Regions from separate parts of the Pan troglodytes genome. Here region 1 is linked to region 2. Evidence: chromatin contacts called from public HiChIP or PLAC-seq data. All regions are on one chromosome and are shown on one strand. Each heading gives the region's core, a stretch centred on a gene start, on an enhancer-like site or on the middle of the called end of the contact. The rest is flanking DNA. Distances are from core to core; before and after follow the strand shown. Region 1 holds the start of MED22 (mediator complex subunit 22). Region 2 holds the start of SLC2A6 (solute carrier family 2 member 6).

What was found. HiChIP or PLAC-seq counts read pairs in DNA pulled down with a chosen protein or histone mark.
Region 1: an H3K4me3 HiChIP or PLAC-seq map of stem cell-derived excitatory neurons shows a contact between it and region 2, with 5 times the contacts expected there. The contact joins the promoter of MED22 here to the promoter of SLC2A6 in region 2. A contact is called at or near these places in 1 of 7 Hi-C or Micro-C datasets (stem cell-derived neural progenitor cells) and 1 of 1 datasets of contacts at active chromatin or transcription factors (stem cell-derived excitatory neurons).

The regions. Positions count from the first base shown.
Region 1 is chr11:5,054,308-5,058,130 of NHGRI_mPanTro3-v2.0_pri, reverse strand. MED22 (mediator complex subunit 22) reads right to left here and starts at 2,484. Exons shown (of 5, transcript XM_016962002.4): 1 at 2,295-2,484; 2 at 893-1,053. The coding sequence starts at 1,015. RPL7A (ribosomal protein L7a) reads left to right here and starts at 2,572. Exons shown (of 8, transcript NM_001246603.2): 1 at 2,572-2,599; 2 at 3,275-3,395. The coding sequence starts at 2,597. LOC112204457 (small nucleolar RNA SNORD24) reads left to right here and starts at 3,752; the gene lies at 3,752-3,823.
Region 2 is chr11:4,922,770-4,926,765 of NHGRI_mPanTro3-v2.0_pri, reverse strand. It overlaps SLC2A6 (solute carrier family 2 member 6), which reads right to left and starts at 2,013. Exons shown (of 9, transcript XM_063787463.1): 1 at 1,827-2,013; 2 at 1,116-1,278; 3 at 1-103. The coding sequence starts at 1,918.

The DNA of each region.
Region 1 (3,823 bases), core at 1,235-3,734, 130 kb before region 2:
TTTGCGACCATTTCCTGATCACTTCCCAGGTGCCAGGCTGTGTCACGCACTTGACCACCATTAACCCATGCCAGTTTCACAGAAGCCTGGCCTGCCACCCCTGGTGTATAGGTGGCCAAGAGAGGCTGGATGGGGCTTCCCAGCAGGCCTTGCAAAGGCTCAGTTTGGGGTGGGTGTCAGGTACCCTCAGTGGTTAAGACCCAGACTTCGGGGGTTCAAATCCTGGCTCAGCCAGTTGTGAGCTGAGTGACCTTGGGCAAGTCACTAAGTCTCCTGGGCCTGGGTTTCGTCCTGAAATGAAGAGGACAACAGTGCCCACCTCACAGAGTCCTCATGAAGATTCAGCAGAACAGGCACAGATAACCTCACAACGTGGCTTGATACATGGCAAGCACTAAGTACATGCTAGCTTCCATCCTCATCATCACCGCTTATGGAGCCTGCCAGGTCTGCAGCAGCCAGGAGGGATCCAGCCCAATCTGATGCAGCTGTAGCTGCAGTGGTCAGCAGGCTTGCAGGCCCCAGTGCTGACCGCTCCACCTGCCTGGAGGGCCCCCCCCACTTCTCCCCTCAGTCTGCTTTTCTCCTGCTCATTGGCTGTGTGCCAGGCCCCGAGGTAACTGTTTTACACAGATAAACTCACCAGTCATCACAAGGACCCCACCATGCAGGAGAAACTGAGGCACTAAAAAGTGAAATCTCCATTCAAATCCATACTGTTAGTAAGGGCTGGACGTGCCATTATTTGGTTTGCTTATCTACTGACCAGCTCCCTGTGCACTGGGTGCTTCCTGCCTGGAACACGATTCACTCGCGCTGCTCAGCCCCTGGCCTCTCCTGTCTCCACCCCTTCTCAGACCCTGGTCCCCTTGGTGGGCCACCCCACCCCCACCTTGGCGGTCTTGATGATCTCGGTGAAGTTGTCCATGATGGACTTAATGTCGTCCTTCAGCCGCTTGTTGTAGGACTGCAGCAGCGTCTCCTTGCTCTGGGGCAGGGCTCTCTGCTGGGCCATGGCCGGGCCTCAAGCAGCGCAGCGGGGAGACCTGGGACCTAGAGTGCAGCACAGACCTCTGAGTGCAGGCAGAGTCTACCCCAGCCACCCTCTATGCCCCAACCTTAGCAGAACACGCAGATTTCTGGGGATTCCCTTTCTGCCAAATAAAGTCAATCACTGAAACACAGATGAACTCATTCCATCAGCAGACACCGCAGGGGGTGCCAGGACTGGCCCCGCCTTTGCCAGAGCAAGCTCATCCTGGAACTCCTGGCCAGCCCTCCAAGCCCTGTCCAGGGCTCCAGTCCAGACTTCACGTCCAGGCCCACAGCGTGTCCCAGGGAGCCCTGCAAACTCAACACCAGCTCCCCGTCCCCAGCCCCTGGCTTAACTTCTTAGCCCGCCGCCACCTTCGCCACGCCCTCCCATCCGAAGAGTCCTTCCAATTCGACCCCTCTGCACCGCCTACATCCACGCTTTCCTTCCACTCCCACTCAGGCTGCCCCGCTCCAGACCTCATCCCTGCACTGCGGGCCCCGCTCCCTCCAGTCTCTGCGCGGCAGGGAAGCGGTCCTAAAAAGTGGTCATTCCAACCGGGCGCGGTGGCTCACGCCTGTAATCCCAGCCCTTTGGGAGGCCGAGGCAGGGATCACCTGAGGTCAGGAGTTTGAGACTAGCCTGACCAACATGGTGAAACCCCAACTCTACTAAAAATACAAAAATTAGCCGGGCGTGATGGCAGGCGCCTGTAATCCCAGCTACTCGGGGGGCTGAGGCAGGAGAATCGCTTGAACCCGGGAAGCACAGATCGCAGTGAGCCGAGATCGCACCACTGCACTCCAGCCTGGGCGACAGGGGGAGACTACGTCTCCAAAAGAAAAAAAAAAGGGGGGTAATTCCACTCCCTCGCTTAACATCCCTCATGGTTCCCCGGTGCGCCGGAACAAGGGGCTCAAGTTCCGCGCCGCGCCTCTCGGCCTCTGCCCTGCAGCCGCACTGGACGGCCTCGGCGCTGGAGTTGCCTGGCCCTCGGGCCGGGCCTTTGCGCGCGGTGCTCAGGGAGGGCCCGGGGCCCCCTAGGTTCGGAGTCTGGCGCACGACCGAGCGGACTCCTGGACGCACTCGCATTGTTTGTGCCCATTTTTGGCGGGGTGTGGGAAATAAGTCACACGCAGGAAAGGGGATCTCCGACCCCAGCGCCTACGCACCCACCCACCCCCACTCCCGCCCACACACCCACCCCCCCTCCATCCCCACCCCCCACCACACCCTCATACCCTCCCCAGCGCTAGCGCACCAGACGCCGCGTCCGCCGGGTCGGCCTAGGGCGGGGTGGTCAAGTGCCTCTGCGACCCGCACTTTCCCGCGTCTCTCCCACGGCCTGGCCCTCCCGCCGCAGTCTCTCTTCCCCGCCGCGCCGCGGTCCGAACACCTAGTCAGCCGCCGCAGTCTCTCGGCCCCGCCTCGATTTTTAGCTTTATAGGAATGCTGTTGCTTTAAATCCGAAATCCCGTGCCGGTATCAACTCTCGCGATCTCCGAGGCCGCATACATATTACCCACAATTCCCTTTCCTTTCTCTCTCCTCCCGCCGCCCAAGATGGTGAGTGAGCTGTAGTTCCGTGGCCCTATAGCCAGGTTCCGGCTGTATCCGCTGCCATCCTCCTCCAGGCGCGGCCTCGGAGGGCCTCCTGCTCCTCCTGGCGCTAGGAGAGCCCCACTCGGTGTGGCACGGAGACACTGAGGTGGATTAGAGCCCCACTTGGTGTGGCACGGAGACATTGAGATGGACTAGAGCCCCGGGCGGCCGAGAGCGGAATGCGTTGTTCCCGGTGTCGCAGGGCTGGGTGTCGCAGGCCTGGAGCGCCGCAGTGCGGGGCTCGGAGCCCTAGCGTCTCTCGGGCTTGCTGGGGGCCGCTCCAGAGGCCTTGTGAGCGACGAGTTCTGAGCCCGCCCCTGTTGCTTCTGGAGCCTGCGGGGCCGCGACTCAGAGGAGTCATGAGTCCGGGGCGTCTCCTGGGTGGGCGACGCGAAGAGAGCGTGGTCTCGGGCTTAGCCTTGCTCTGGCCACTCGGGGTTCCCAGGGCTGCATGCTTGTGCGGCTGAATGTGAGATGCTCCTGTCGAGGGGTGGTGCTGGGGGGCTGCAGAAAGCTGCTCGCCAGCCTAGTTCAGGCAGGTGCTGTCAGCGTCCCTTGTTTTGGAGGAGCCAGTCTGAGCCCTACCCCCGACGAAGCGAGTGGAGGCGGCGGTTTAACTGACGTTTTCTTTTTGCCCAGCCGAAAGGAAAGAAGGCCAAGGGAAAGAAGGTGGCTCCGGCCCCAGCTGTCGTGAAGAAGCAGGAGGCTAAGAAAGTGGTGAATCCCCTGTTTGAGAAAAGGCCTAAGAATTTTGGCATTGGTGAGTAACAAACGGCAGAATGAAAACGGTCTATGTTTTTCTCAAGGGAAGGTGGTAATTAGGTTGTGTTGTATCTTGTAGGTTTTAGTGGGTGTAAAGTGGTCGCAGTCCTTAACTTGTGTCTCTTAGAGACGGGGGCAATGATGATACATGCTTCTTGCTTTCATTGGGAGTTGCTGAGCGAGCATTCAGCTCAATATGGTAGTGGCCTTGAATTCAGCTTAGCCATCTGGAAACAAGTACAGTAGCAGTGGCGCAGCGAGATACTAGGACTGCAATTCTGCTGTACTTCGTGGCACCTTGGCTTCTTGTTAGATGAGGAAAAGCATCGTGCTCTTTGTTCTCAGGTGTTTGTGTGCAGATGATGTAAAAGAATATTTGCTATCTGAGAGATGGTGATGACATTTTAAACCACCAAGATCGCTGAT
Region 2 (3,996 bases), core at 764-3,263:
CCGACGGCACAGCTGAGAACATGATGCTCAGCTTCCGGCCCAGGAGGTCGTTGAGGATCATGGCACTCAGGCCTCCGGCCGCTGCTCCCAGGGTGAACACGGACTGCAGGGGAAGGGGGTGCAGGGCAGATACGTCTGGGCACTTGGCACCCCAATCTCATCAGAGTCCAGGGACAGCTTCTTCCCTAGGCCGACCCCAGGAGCTGGTCAAGCACTTGGCCAAGTCAAGCACTTGAAACAGGGAGCCTCCTGTCTTCAAGGAACAGCCATTTGTTAGGGATGCCCAAACGGGGAATTCTGCTCTAGGGAAGAGGTGCTGCGCCACATATCCACAGTGGTTCTGTCCAGCCTGATGTTTAAATGTCTAATATTTTAATACAGGAGAATTCTGTGACTTGAAGGTACTGGGCTTTAAGATTTGGAGGTTCTTAAGTTCCCTGTACAGCAGCAACTGGGACCCCCTCTGGACCCTGCTAACTGGTAGTGGGACCTGGGCACATTGCCCAGCCTGTCTGCGCCTCAGTTTCTTCAGCTGTCTTATGGGGAGAGCGCAAGTTCTACCTCGTGGCGTTGGCCCTGAGAATCAATGAACGTTCAGGGCCCAACACATGCCTGTCACATAGGAAGTGCTCCGTAAACCTTGGGAATTTTTATCTTAACTACTATGTTAACAACTCTACATATGAGGCTATTAAGATTATAATTTTAGACTCTGGGACTTTGGGATCTTCCTCTCCATCAGCCCACAATCTGTCCTGCGGACCCTCCTTGCCCCAGCCAGTGCCTCTCCCCACTGACACCTGATACCCTTGCCCCCATCCAGCCAACTGTGGGTGTGGGGACCCGGGGAAGCCTCAGCCCCACCTAGTATAGACCCTGACAGCCACCTCCCCACCTGCTCCTTCCCTCACCCTCTCCACTGGCTTTCAGTTCCTCATTTCAGAGGAATCCTGTAGCTTTACTCCACCCACTAGTGGCCTGGATGGCCGGGGGAGGGGGGACCAGGGCCCTGGAGGGACCCCCAAGGTGGAGAATTTGGGAGGTTCCTAGCTGGAGATAAGGCTCAGCAGGTCCCTGCTTCCTGCACCCACCCTCCTCCAGAGGATGGTCCTTACCCCAAACCAGGATGCCTGGGATTTGGTCAGATGCAGGTCAGGATCCAAGGAGCGCTCCAGGGCTGGGATGACAGGGGATGTGTAGACCAGGGCATACCCAAAGCTGAAATTGCCGAGCACTGCGGCGAAGGTGGCCAGGAACACCCTTTTGTTCTGCAGGGTCCTGGTGATGGTGGCGGACAAAAAGACCAGGGTCTCTGAGTCCCTCCTCCAGGGACCATTGCCTTTTCTGAACCCAGTGGCTGCCCAGCTCAGCGGGCAGTGCTGGGGAGGCCTGGGTCCAAGGCCATTCACGTTCCCAGGGCCTGAGCCCCAGCTCCCCTGGGAAATTCCCAGGCTATTGTTAGCTCATCGCAGTGGCTGAGCCTCTGGTGCTGGGGCCTTTTCTCCGAGAGGAGGCTCTGGTTCTGCCCCCAGGGCGGCGGCTGGAGGCTTGCTGTGTGACCTCAGGCAGACCCCCTGCTCGCTGGGGCCTCAGTCTCACTGTCTGTGGCAGTGGGGGGCTGGGCCCGGTACTCTCGTGGATCGTTCCTTCCCTTAGGGGGACCAGTTCCTTAAATAGGAGTAGCGTGTCTGGGACAGGAGGGAGCCAGATGGCCCCTCGGTGGCGACTAGGTCAGGGGAGGCCCAGGGCGGGAGCCTGCCGCCGGCTGGAGGGAACCAGGGCCACCCCCAGGCCCCACCCGCAGCCCCCAACCTAGCGACTCTCACCCGACCCGCGCCCTGTCCCCTGGCGACGGGGGCGGCTTCTCGGGGAAGGTGTCGTAGTCCGGGCCCTCGGCTCCCAGCAGCGGCTCCTGCATGGCCGGGTCTCTCTCGGGGCGAGCGGAGGGCGCTCAGACTGGAGCAGCCGCCCGGGGCCAGCAGCTCCGAGGGCACCGGCCAGGCTCCGCCCCTTGGCCGCTATTGGCTGTGGGACGGCCCTGCAGAGACACGCCGGCCAATGGGGCGGCCGCACGCTGTCCTGTTGCTCGGATGCGGACCCGGCTTCCCCGGGCGCGGCCGGCACCGCGTGCGCCCCCGAAGGTCGCGCCCCCGAGACAGGATGGGGGTCCCAGGGCGGAGCCCCTGCTGGATCGTCCGGGGCCCCCGCGGAGCGCCGGAAGCGGCTCACCCGGCCCGGCTCTTGCAGGCGTGACTGCGGCAATGCGCGCAGCCCCTGTCGTACTCGCTCCCGCGGGGTGGAAACCGAGGCCCAGAGAGGCGAAGCCGCGCGCCAGGGTCACAGCGAATGCGCACCTCGCTCCTCCTTACGCTCTAGCCCTCCCCGTCGCGTGGCGTCTCAGGGCCACCTCTGCCCTGGCTCTCCCTGGCACCAGGGAATCGGGGTGTGTCAGGGCAGCAGCGGATGTGCGGGACGAAGGAGGCAGGAGGGGCCGGCGAGGCGCTGTGGGCAGCTCCAGTGGGCGAGGTCTGTATCCTCCACCCCAGGCTCTGGTGGTAAAAATAACCTGAGCTCGTGACACGTAACCCAGGTAGTAAGATAACATTGAAAAATAAGAAAAGCAGAAATGGAAAATTCCCGGGAAGACCGTCCTCAAAAAACCCCACAGCAGTTCCACCTCTCCCTTTGGGCCTTTTCGGGAAGAGGACGGAATCACGCCCTGCTCTGTTGGATGGACGTGCCACACACGCTTTTAAACGGAGCCTTTGTTGCTGAGTATTTGGGTCATTTCCCATTTTAGCTATTAACATGGTAAAGCATTTTTAAAAGTTAGAATTCCCTTTTATTATGATTGAAATACAACCATAATAGAACAATAAAATCACATCCATCTCCCGTCAGCCTGACCTTGAAGGCGTTTTAGCCTCTTCCAGTCTTTTCCTCAAGTGCCTATTTTGCATATTTGCTATTGGGGCCCCCATTAAACTGTGCAGCCCCTTTACGTCACCGTTTTTTTGCCATCAAGATCATAGGCTTTGGACTCAGGCACACCCTGGTATGGTGATCAGGCTGCACAGTCCTCGTGGCCATATATATACGTATATACATATATATGTGTATGTATTTTTACATATCTATATGTGTATTTTTTTTTTTTTTGAGACGGAGTCTCGCTCTGTTGGCCAGGCTGGAGTGCAGTGGCACGATCTCAGCTTACTGCAACTTCCACCTCCCGAGTTCAAGCGATTCTCCTGCCTCAGCCTCCCAAGTAGCTGGGATTACAGGCATGTGCCACCACGCCTGGCTAATTTTTGTATTTTTAGTGGAGACGGGGTTTCACCATGTTGGCCAGCTTGGTCTTGAACTCCTGACCTTGTGATCCTTCCGCTTCGGCCTCACAAAGCGCTGGGATTACAGGCGTGAGCCACCGCACCCGGCCTTCTCTTTTTTTAAAATGTATTTTTTTTCTTTTAAAATCAACTTTAGGCCAGGTGCAGTGGTGTGTGCCTGTAATCCCAGCATTTAGGAGGCCAAGGTAGGAGAATTGCTTGATGCCAGGAGTCTGACACCAGCCTGGGCAACAAAGTGACCCTGTCTCTACAAAAAGCTAAAAAAATTGTCCAGGTGTGATGGCAAGTGCCTGTGGTCCCAGCTACTCGGAAGGCAGAGGTGGGAAGATTGCTTGAGCCCAGGAGTTTGAGGCTGCGGTGAGCTGTGATCACACCACAGCACTCCAGCCTGGGTGACAGAGGGAGAGCCTTCTTGAAAAAATAAAATACAAGAAAAATCAACTTTGTTAAGCTATAATTTATATACAGTAAAATGAATCCATTTTAAGTATAGGTTGATGAGTTTTGACAATTGTATAACCCCGAACACCCCCAATCAAGATATAAAACATTTCCACCTTTTCTTTCTTTCTTTTATCTTTTTTTGAGACAGAGTCTCTCTCTGTTGCCCAGGCTGGAGTGCAGTAGTGCGATCTCGGCTCACTGC